Linked DNA regions of Columba livia: region 1 is linked to region 2. Evidence: chromatin contacts called from public Hi-C data. All regions are on one chromosome and are shown on one strand. Each heading gives the region's core, a stretch centred on a gene start, on an enhancer-like site or on the middle of the called end of the contact. The rest is flanking DNA. Distances are from core to core; before and after follow the strand shown. Region 1 overlaps AP3D1 (adaptor related protein complex 3 subunit delta 1). Region 2 holds the start of BTBD2 (BTB domain containing 2).

Region 1 (4,996 bases), core at 1,528-4,027, 35 kb before region 2:
CTTTAAAGAAAAGGTGTCTCTGTTTTTAAGACCCTTGGCAGACAGCGAGAAGCTGCCGGTGCAGAGGCACAGGAACGTGGAGACCCCGAAGTCACCGGACGCAGAAGCTCCCCTGGAAGAGAAGAAGAGCAAGAAACCCAAGAAGAAAGAAAAGAAACACAAAGAAAAAGAGAGAGACAAAGGAAAGAAGAAGGAGAAAGAGAAAAAGATGGTAGAGGAGGAAGAAGAGAAAAAGGTGATTCTCCAAGACTGGCGTTATTTTAGAAACTGCAGTTATGGGCCATATTTATTGCTCTAAGACACAGCCCCTGTGCTTGGAATGTCTGAAATGACTGTGAGAATTGGTGGTAACTTGCAGGTGCTGCCAGTCGTGTCCGGGTTTGGGGTTTGGACGTGTGCTCGGAGGTTGAAGTTAAGCTGCTTGGACTGTTTGCTCTCAAATGTGTCGCAGCACCTGTATCTGAGCATTCTGGAGCAGTGCGTTGCTGCGGAAACTTGAGGGTTTAATGCAATCAAACAACTCTAATGGTTTTGTCTTCACCTGAAATGCAGGGGGAAGACCTGGATTTCTGGCTGTCCGCCGCGGCGCCGGCTGTCCCCAGCGCCCAGCCGCAGGTCAGGCGCGCCAGGAGGGCTTTCCCGCTGCGGTGCGGGTGCTTTGTGCCGCTGGGGGGGGAGGGGAGGGGGCACGGCCAGCGTCTCCTCCACTTCTGCTGGACAGCAATGGCGTTGGATCTGCCCGCTTTACAGACACTGTCACTGGGGCTGTCAGGCTCATCCTGCTGTGCAGATCAGTAGATAGAAATACAGGTGCAGCTGCAGGCTTGGTGGATTTTAATATTATTGGTGGCATTTAATCTTATATTATTAGTGTATGGTTTTATTTCCTAGTATGAGCTAGACACTGGCGATATTAATAGACATGAGAGAGACTGATAGAAGAAGTCTCATGAGTTTTGATGGGGGAGACACAGGGAATATTGGGGGATGGATTCCTTGGAGGAAATCTTTGTACCTTGTCCTCGGGTGATCGCATTTGCCAGGTTTCAGAGACATAAAATGGAAGGCTTGATACCTTATTAATGTAAATTTTGAAATAACAGTTGATGTCGGGGTGTCACTGTTAAGATTGGGGGGGAGGGATTCAGTTGTTTCAGCTGCGTTCTGTTAGTGTCATAACCCTCCGCTACTCCACGCAGAGCGAGCCTGATGTGGGTGCTGCTGTTGTGGCTGAACCTCCAGAGGTCAAAAAGGAAGAAAGGGAAGAGCAAGACGAGGAGGAGGATGAAGGGAAGGTAAGCGGTTTAAGTTGCCAACACCCTTAGCCATATTCTCGTCGTGTCTCGTATTCCTTAAGAAGAAGCACATAGGAATTACCAACAGTTCGGTGTAGTGACCACCTGCAGATAGGCGGCAGTGGAACGGTACCTCCTCGAGGGGCTCTAAACACCCGAGGTTTGGTTGTTCCTTGAGTCAGGGAGCAGTTTTAAAGCTGAGATCTGGCCGCCTGCTGATCCTGGGCTGCGTGGGGTCTGAGAGAACTGGGACTGGCCGCAGGACGGCAGCCGGGGTCAGGGAGCGGGAGCTTTGCTTCGGATTTCTGCGGCTCAAACTGGAAAGATTGGTAGAGGGGTCAAGATGTAATGAACAGAAATACAGAGTTTCTTCGAGAGTTTGTTGTTGTAGCTGCTGCTTCTTCTTGGTAGAAATCCTCCAAGCATAAGAAGAAAAAGCACAAGAAAGAGAAAGAGGAGAAATCGAAGGATAAAAAGAAATCCAAAAAGAAGAGTCATCACGGCGAGGAGGAGCCAGCGGAGTCGGTGCAGAACGGAACACTAGACGATGAGCCACTACCAGTGAGTAGCCGTGTGCTGGGCAGGCGCTGAGCGGGTTTGGTGGGAGCAGTGACAGCTCTTGTCAGAGAGATTAGGATACTGCAAACGTGATTTCTTCCTTGTTTTTCAGCCTATGTCCAGTTACCGCCTTCTTGCTGAAAATCCATACATTAAAATGGTGAGTGTTTTGGGTTCAAATCCAGATGTCTTCTCTTTCTGTGTTCTCTAAGAGAAGGGGGGATGCTCTGGGACAGTACAGTGACTTTATGTAGCCAACATTGAACTGAGCAACTCTTTACATCCCAGAAGGCAGAAATACGACAACATTCTGCTTCCATTCCTTTGGATGTCCACTCAACAAGTTTTAAGTTGGTATTTTCCTGCTGCTTGGCGGTACTGTGGAGCCAATCACCAGTGTGCTTTTCATTGTCCTGTAGCTGTACCAAGTGACCTTCATTTTGGAGCTTGCTCTGTTCGGATCCGTGTTCTGGTGCTTTGCTCTTTGAAGTTTCTGAGTCTTTTCTGTGATTTTTTTAATTTTCCTCCATTTGCAGACCTATGACATTCAAGGAAACCTCCAGCACGATAGTCAGGTTACCGTCTCTGTTATCTTCGAGAACAAAAGCACTAGCTTCCTAAAGAGCATGGAACTAAACGTCCTGGACTCTCTCAACACTAAAATGCTCCGACCAGAAGGATCATCAGTACACGACGGGATCCCCGTGCCCTTCCAGCTCCCCCCCGGTACGCCCAGCCTTGCACAGTCTGGTCCTGCACTGCCCTCCTGTGGAAAGAGCCGGTTGGACTTGTGGCCATTTGCCGTTTTCGGGAGGACGTGTCCCTCTGCGCGGCATTCCCGGTCCCACCATTCCCTGCCGAGGATGAGCCTGGCAGCGGTTCTGCCCCGCAGGAGCAAAGCCTGCGCGCGGGGCTGGGAGCGCGCGGCTGAGCCCCTCGCGCCGTGAACGTGCCAGCAGCGCCCGCAGGAATCCCGGTTCCCTGAGGAGCTGTGGGGTTTAAAATGAAACGGAGCTGTAGGTCTGTGAGCCGTTAGAACCCGCTCTGGATTTGTTCTCGAGCTGTTGTCCCACCGTCCTAATGGGCAGAGGCCACGGGCAGGGAATGTTTGCGCTGATTTGGATGGGGAGCTGAGCGCTTAAGAAATGTTAGACATGAGATGAAGGGCAGTGGTTTCGTACATAGTACAATAAGACAGTCAGATGGCTGAACTTTGAATTTCACTTCCTTCACCAAAGAGTTAATTTGAATACCAAAACAGCTCCCAGGAGCCGTCCGGGGTGCAGTGACTGCAGGGTGCGTTTTGATCCCCCGGGAGTAGCTGGGGGGTAGTTTTTTATTCTATATAAGGCACGTTGTGACACAGACTTGTCTATTGGAAGAAACACATAGAAACATTAGGATTCTAATTAGTTCTGAAAACTACTGGGAAGGCCGCCTGTTTTCCAGTTGCACAAACAGTTTTGGTACCTTGCCGCTGTGCCATCCCTCACGCAGGCACTCTGGCCATAACCACCAAACCCCAGCCACCGCTGCTGCTCCCAGAGCTCAGGAGCTCAGTGCTGTAAATCCACAGCGGGAATTGTGCCTGTGACTCTTCCAACTACATGGAAAACTTCAAATTTGATTCAGAAATAGTCAGTGCGTCAAGCTTAGCTGCTGCTGCTCGGTTTATTCTAACCACGATGTAGATACAGAACACGTTTTCTGACCGGAATTCTCCCTCTCCTCTCTCCACGCCAGGAATCTCCAATGAAGCCCAGTTTGTGTTTACACTTCAGAGTATTGTCATGGCTCAGAAGTTGAAAGGAACGCTGTCCTTTATAGTCAAAGTAAGTGCAGCTTTAAACTCTGCTCCTGCTTCCTTTGGAACCGCGTGAGGGAGCCTGACCCGGGTGGAAAGCACCGCGTTGGAGCTTTGTTTTTTTAGGCATCATTTCACGTCTGCTGCGCCAGCCCATTCTGTGACGTGGAAGTATTTTTACATGACATCTTGTGCAGAGCGTGTCCCCAGTAGTGCCGTAAGCATGTCCTAAACGGTCATTCCTGGCAGTGCGGAAGCAGGCAGCCTGCAACGTGTGCCACATTGTCAGCTGGAAAATCACCGCCCTGGCGCGTCTGCCGGGGAGAGGAGCCCCGCGGGTACCGAGATGTGACCCGCGGTCTGTTTCTTCTGATCTCGGTTACCCGAAGATCAGTTGGATGCTGCCTCGTTCCGGGCTGGAAAAATAATTATTAGATACAGTTAATAAGGATGGAAAGCCAGAACAAGAGCTGAAGGCATTGTTTAATAATTATCGACCTGTGTCAGACTTTGTGGGTTTCTAATCTTAATGAAGTAAACTGATCAAAGAAGGAGCTGCCTGACCAGCTCAAAGGAAGTGAGTGGGCACAGATGTGGCTGCTTCTGGGTCAGCCGTCATCTCTATTATAAGGGTTTCTTAAAAATAGCGTCCTAGTCCTATTTTCAGTACCGGAGAATCTGGGAGATTAATTTATTATTTTGCTGGGAAATAATGGACTGTAAAACCACATCTCCAAGCATTAGTTTAAATTCTGCCTGCTCAATGTATTTCAGCAGAGTGCAATCAAAAACGCAGCCAGATCCCTCCGCCCGTGTCCCTTATCCGCTCTGGCGTACGCAGCAGCCGGCCGCCCGGCCTCCTCCCTGGGGTTCTGGGGCTGATCCTGGGCTCTGCCAGAGGGCGCTGGGCCCTCCGCTTGCCGTGGGTGCCTGTTTGTAGGTGGGGGTGGTGCCTCCTCTTGCTGCCTCGGGGCTCCTGTTCATCTCCTTTTCTTTGACCTGTTGCAGAATGATGAAGGTTCAACCCATGAAAAAGTAGATTTCAAATTGCACTTCAGTTGCGCTTCATACTTGATCACGACGCCTTGCTATAGGTAAGTGCGGTTCAGGGCCACGGCGCCCATGCGGAGCTGAGCTTTGGCTGCAGCCGCCTGTGCAGGACACGCAGCTCACGTTCGTCCATGGCCGCTCGTGACTGCTCTGATTACAGTTCGGTTATCTTGTGCAATGTCTGGCTCTTAAAGTATGTCCAGCAACGTGTTTCGAGTGATTGGGAAGGAGCTGTGTGCCCTGTGGACTGGCAGAGGTCGGGTAGCTCTGGTTGAGGTCCTGGGTACCA
Region 2 (4,672 bases), core at 1,230-3,729:
TGCCCTTCCCTGCACGTGCTCTGAGGTGGTTTCCAACTACCGAGCACTTTCTGGGGGTGGTGAACGGGGTGGGGGAAAGAAGGACCATGTGGAGAAATTTACAGAGCTTAGAACCTAAACCGCTACCTGCCCAGAATGCGCTCAGCACCGTGGAAGGCAGAACGTCTGCAGGGTAGACCGCGAGCAGAGGACAGGAGAGGCAAGGTTTCTGGAGCAGACGGGTGAAACAACGGGCACGAGGAGGAGGAAAGCAGTCCTGAGAACCTCCTGTCCGTCTGTCCAGCCCTCCAGGCTGGTGACTCCAGCACTGCCCTGGGCAGCCTGTTCCAATGCCCCACAGCCCTTTGGGGAAGAAATTGTTCCCACATCCAACCTCAACCTCCCCTGGCGCAACTTGAGGCCGTTTCCTCTGCTCCTGGCGCTTGTTCCCGGGGAGCAGAGCCCGACCCCCCTGGCTCCAAGCTCCTTTCAGGCAGTTCAGAGATCAGAAGGTCTCCCCTCAGCTCCTGTTCTCCAGCTGAGCCCCCCGGTCCCTCAGGCCGTTTCTCGAGGATGGCTCCGCTGGGCTTTGGGGGCAGGAACGCTGCTGCAGAAACGCTGCAGCCCCCACCAGCTCCATCCCCACCAGCACCGGGTGCTCGTACGGCTCCTGGTGACCCTCCCGGTAGCCACAGGGCTGCGGGACCGACGGCCCGGTGCCATCCTGCCCCGGATGAGAAGCGCCCAACCAGCCGTGGCCCGGCCGGGCACGCAGAGCAGTCTTTAGCTCCCTCTAATGTTTATGGCCAGAGGGAAGCATCCGAAAACCAAACAGGCCTGAGCCGGGGCTGGGAAAATGTCCAGATTATCATATTTGTGAGTAAAAAAACTGTGATACTGAAAAGTGTGGAAGGAGCTCGGCCAGCAAGGGGCTGCGCGTGTGTGATGTGCGCAGCAAATGGCGTGACAGACAGCAGGACGCAGCGCTTTTAAAAGAGAATACATCTTTAATAGCTGGTTATTGTTAACACAAGAAAGATTTAACAGGAAAGAGAGCTGTTCCTCTAAGGGCTCCTGCTCACCCCTGTGTGCGCGGACCAGCTGCCAGCAGGGGCTGCTCCCATCGCCGGCAGAGCCGCGGCCACAGGGCTTCCCAAACTCGTCCACGTGAAATGTGTTAACAACACAGCTTCAAAAAGTGCGGCAGAAGCCCGCGGCACACAGGGCAGCAGAAACATGATACATGATACAAAACCAGGTTGGAAGCTCCTGATCAAAATTAGCCGCGTGACGACGCTGCTGTGATGTGGCTCAGCAGCGTCTGGCTCTGGTGGTTTATCAGGAGATCCCTGAGCAATCCAGGCCCTGGAAGCCTTGAATCAATACAAACAGCACGTCCGTGTGTATTACAGGAACTGCAACGCAAAGGTGCAGACAGCAGAAGGGGCAGACAGGACATCTCCTCACGGAACACGTCGAATCAAGGACCACGCGCTTGCCCGAGTGCATGTGCATGTGTCTCCACGTGCCGAACACCGATCAGGGGCGGATAACAGAGAAAGGGGGAATGTAATTACCCCGTGGAGAATAAATCACTTTAACGGGTCAGTTAGTGAGATCACAGCAAGGCAGTGGCACAGCCTCTTAATCAAGCTTCTGCTTCTCAGACTCCCTCGTGCCATTTTCCACCCCCTGGGGCTGGCAAGGGTGCGGGGGCTGGTGGGACGGGCTGGCCGGTGTGTCCCTCTGCAGCGGGCACGGCCAGCTGGGCACCAGCTGTGGCTCCTGGTACATCCACGGCGGTTCCACTAACGCGGTGCTCCAGGCCTGGGGTCAGCCGGGCTAACTACCCTGAGGAACCGCCGGGCACAAAGGACCCGGTGTCCGGGGATGGCGGAGGCTTGGGTCCCTGCTCGGAGGACAGGCTGGGTTGTGAGGGCCGGAAGGGAGCGGCCCTCGCGCCCTCCGCATCCCCCCGCCCCTCTCCGCGTCCCACAGCCCCCTCGCCGCTCGCCCCCAGCACCAGCCCCGTCACCGCCAACCCGCACCTCCCCATCCCTCACCCCTCCACAAGCTCCAGCCCGGCCCCTCCGACCCTCGTCCTCCCCAGAATGATCCCCCTCATCCCAAAACCCGCCCCTCAAGGATCGCTGCCCGCGCCCCCACATTGCTCCCCTGGGATTGCCCCTCTGTCCCCCAGAACCGCCTCTCGGGGACGGTCACCTCACCCCCTCAGGGATCACCCCCTCGTTCCTGAAGGCGAGGGTCGCCCCCTCACCCCCCAAAACTGCCCCTCAGGGATCGCCCCCTCTCCCCAGAACTGCCCCCAGACCCGCCGCGCTGCCCCTCCGGAGCCACGCCCGCAGGGATCGCGGCCCCACTCCCCCACACCCTCGCAGGGCCCGTCCCTTGTCCCCCAGGGCCCACCCCGCTGCCCGTGCCCGCCCGGCCCCGCCCGCCGCCGCACGCCCTCTCCCCGCCCCGCCGCTCCCCTGCCCGGCCGGCGGCGGCGCCGCGCCGTGCCCCATGCGCCGCTGCTGCCCGGCCCTCTGCATCGCCCCCGGCACCCGCGGCCGCCGCGGCGCCGCCGTCGCCATCGCCGCCCCGCTCCCGCCCGCCGCCGTGTCCCGCCCGCCGCTGCTGGTGCTGGTGCTGCTGCAGCGCCGCCCCGCGCCGCCCGCTGCCGCGCCTCCGCCGCACAAGATGGCGGCCGGTGGGAGCGGCGGGGGCCCCGGGGGCCTCTCCTCCTCCTGCCCGCAGCCGCCGCCGCCGCCGGGCAACGGGGCCGCCGCCGCCTGCACCAACGGCGCGCCGCCGTCCCCGCCCGGCCTCACCTACAACCAGTGCGGCGCGGCCAACCCGGCGGCGAGCGGCGGCGGCGCGGGGGGCCCGGCGGCGGCGGCGGCGGCGGCGGGGGCGGCGGGGGCCGCCGGGGGGGCGGGCGGCCCCGGCGGGGCGCTGCAGCGGGAGCCGGTCTATAACTGGCAGGCGACGAAGCCCACGGTGCAGGAGCGGTTCGCTTTCCTCTTCAACAACGAGGTGCTCAGCGACGTGCACTTCCTGGTGGGGAAGGGCCGCGGCTCGCAGCGCATCCCGGCGCACAGGTGGGAGCGGGACCCCGGGGGCGCCGGCCGGCTGCCGGGGCCTGGAGGCGGCCGGGGCGGGCCGGGGGGGTGGCCGGTGGGTCCTGCCGGGGCCGTGCGGGGTGTCGGGGGTCCCGGGCCTCGGGCAGGCCGTGGGTGGGTGCGGGTTTGCCGGGGGTCCCCGCTGTGCCGGGGGTGCGCCGGCGAAGGGGCTGCGGCGTTTGTGCTTCATGCATCGCTCATGGAGGAGAAAGGGGGGTCGGGAAGCTTCACCCCGCGGTTTGTCCGCCCTGCGGAGCGCGGGGGGGCGCGCAGGCCCCAGCCAGGCCCAGCGCCGGGTGGCGGGACGGACCCGGGCGGGACGGACCCGGGCGGCGGGGCCGGGGGCTCCGGTGGGGGGGGTGCCTGAGTGTGGTGCGGGGGGGGGTGCCTGTGGTGTGGGGGACTCTGCCCGTTGCGTGGCCGGTCCCTGTCACCTCGCGTCTCCCCCGGCACTCGATGGATTTCGTGTTGTTGCGGTCTCCCGGTCCAGCCCTGGGCTGCGTTGTCCCCGGGGGTGGGAGTGACTGGGTAAAACACCCAAATCCCTGGGTTTTGCCCAGAAGCCATCCTTGTTTTCTGTGGGGAGTCGGGGAGGGGTAGTGCCCGAGACTGCGACAGATACAGGGGCCGCCGAGAGCACTGGGGATGGAAAGGAAGGAGCAATGATTTGAGAACCCAAATATCTGCCACGTTTTCCTTTAAAAAGCCCTTTATTGACTCTTTTCTGAAGGCCTGGATTTGGGGGAGGGTCATCCACCGCTATAAAACAAACCCCCGTTCTAGAGGCGCCGCGCTGAGGAGGCGCAGGCCCGGGTGAGCAGCCGGGGCTGCTGTTGGAGGCCGAGCTGCCATTTGAGAGCTGGCAGCCGGAGCCGCTCGCTCGCCCTGGAGCCGCGAGTCGCCTCCACCTGGATAATGGAAAACCCACGGGGCTGGTTGGCGTTCGGTGCCTTCGGGGAATCGCGTGTGCCACTGGCAGCGCCGGCGGCAGAGAGCCTTGGGCTCCAGGACCAGACCTGCTCCGGTCTGGGGGTGGGAAGGCGGACTGGCGCACTCAGAAATGGTGCTTGGCCAAGGGAGCCTCGCTCCGCACAGCTTCCGACGGTCGCTTTCTCACACATGCTCGTGGTGGTTTCCCCTTCAGATTTCCCTTTTTCTCTCGCTTTCCAAATGAAACACACTTGTTCTAGGCTGATATGAGCGTTTAGGGTGCTAGTTCTTTTATAATTCGAAGCTTAATTAGTATTTGGGTAAGCTTGCTCCTGTCCCCAGAGCTAGGCTTGCTCGGTGGGGAGGGGCAGTGTTCAGCACAGAAATAAATGGAAAATAAATGAAGCTTAAAAAAAATATAGCCCCAAAGTGAAATGCTACTTAATTGCTCTGAAATCCATCTGGTGCTCTGGGTGGTGAAGATAGAACAGAGCGTGTCATGCCGTGACATCCCCCTTACGGATTATATAGATTTTAGTAAACTTGCCTTATGATATTACAGTTGGGATATCCTGATGATTCATGAAGCACGGTGGTTATTTCAGAAACAGCTTAAAATAAATCCACCCAGACCCCTT

The links. A called contact is a pair of places that touch in the nucleus more often than the background predicts.
Region 1: a Hi-C map of crop shows a contact between it and region 2, with 2.3 times the contacts expected there. The contact joins the enhancer-like site here to the promoter of BTBD2 in region 2. A contact is called at or near these places in 2 of 2 Hi-C or Micro-C datasets (crop and liver).

Annotation. Positions count from the first base shown.
Region 1 is chr27:524,747-529,742 of bColLiv1.pat.W.v2, reverse strand. It overlaps AP3D1 (adaptor related protein complex 3 subunit delta 1), which reads left to right. Exons shown (of 32, transcript XM_065042049.1): 22 at 31-235; 23 at 553-615; 24 at 1,200-1,295; 25 at 1,707-1,856; 26 at 1,966-2,013; 27 at 2,390-2,579; 28 at 3,597-3,685; 29 at 4,666-4,751. Among named protein-coding and RNA genes, the nearest start is that of MOB3A, 6.0 kb to the right of the region's middle. Within about 2 kb of position 2,777, at least 1 of the 3 cell types and tissues checked has an H3K27ac peak away from gene starts, as active enhancers do.
Region 2 is chr27:489,894-494,565 of bColLiv1.pat.W.v2, reverse strand. BTBD2 (BTB domain containing 2) reads left to right here and starts at 2,479. Exons shown (of 10, transcript XR_010468222.1): 1 at 2,479-3,083.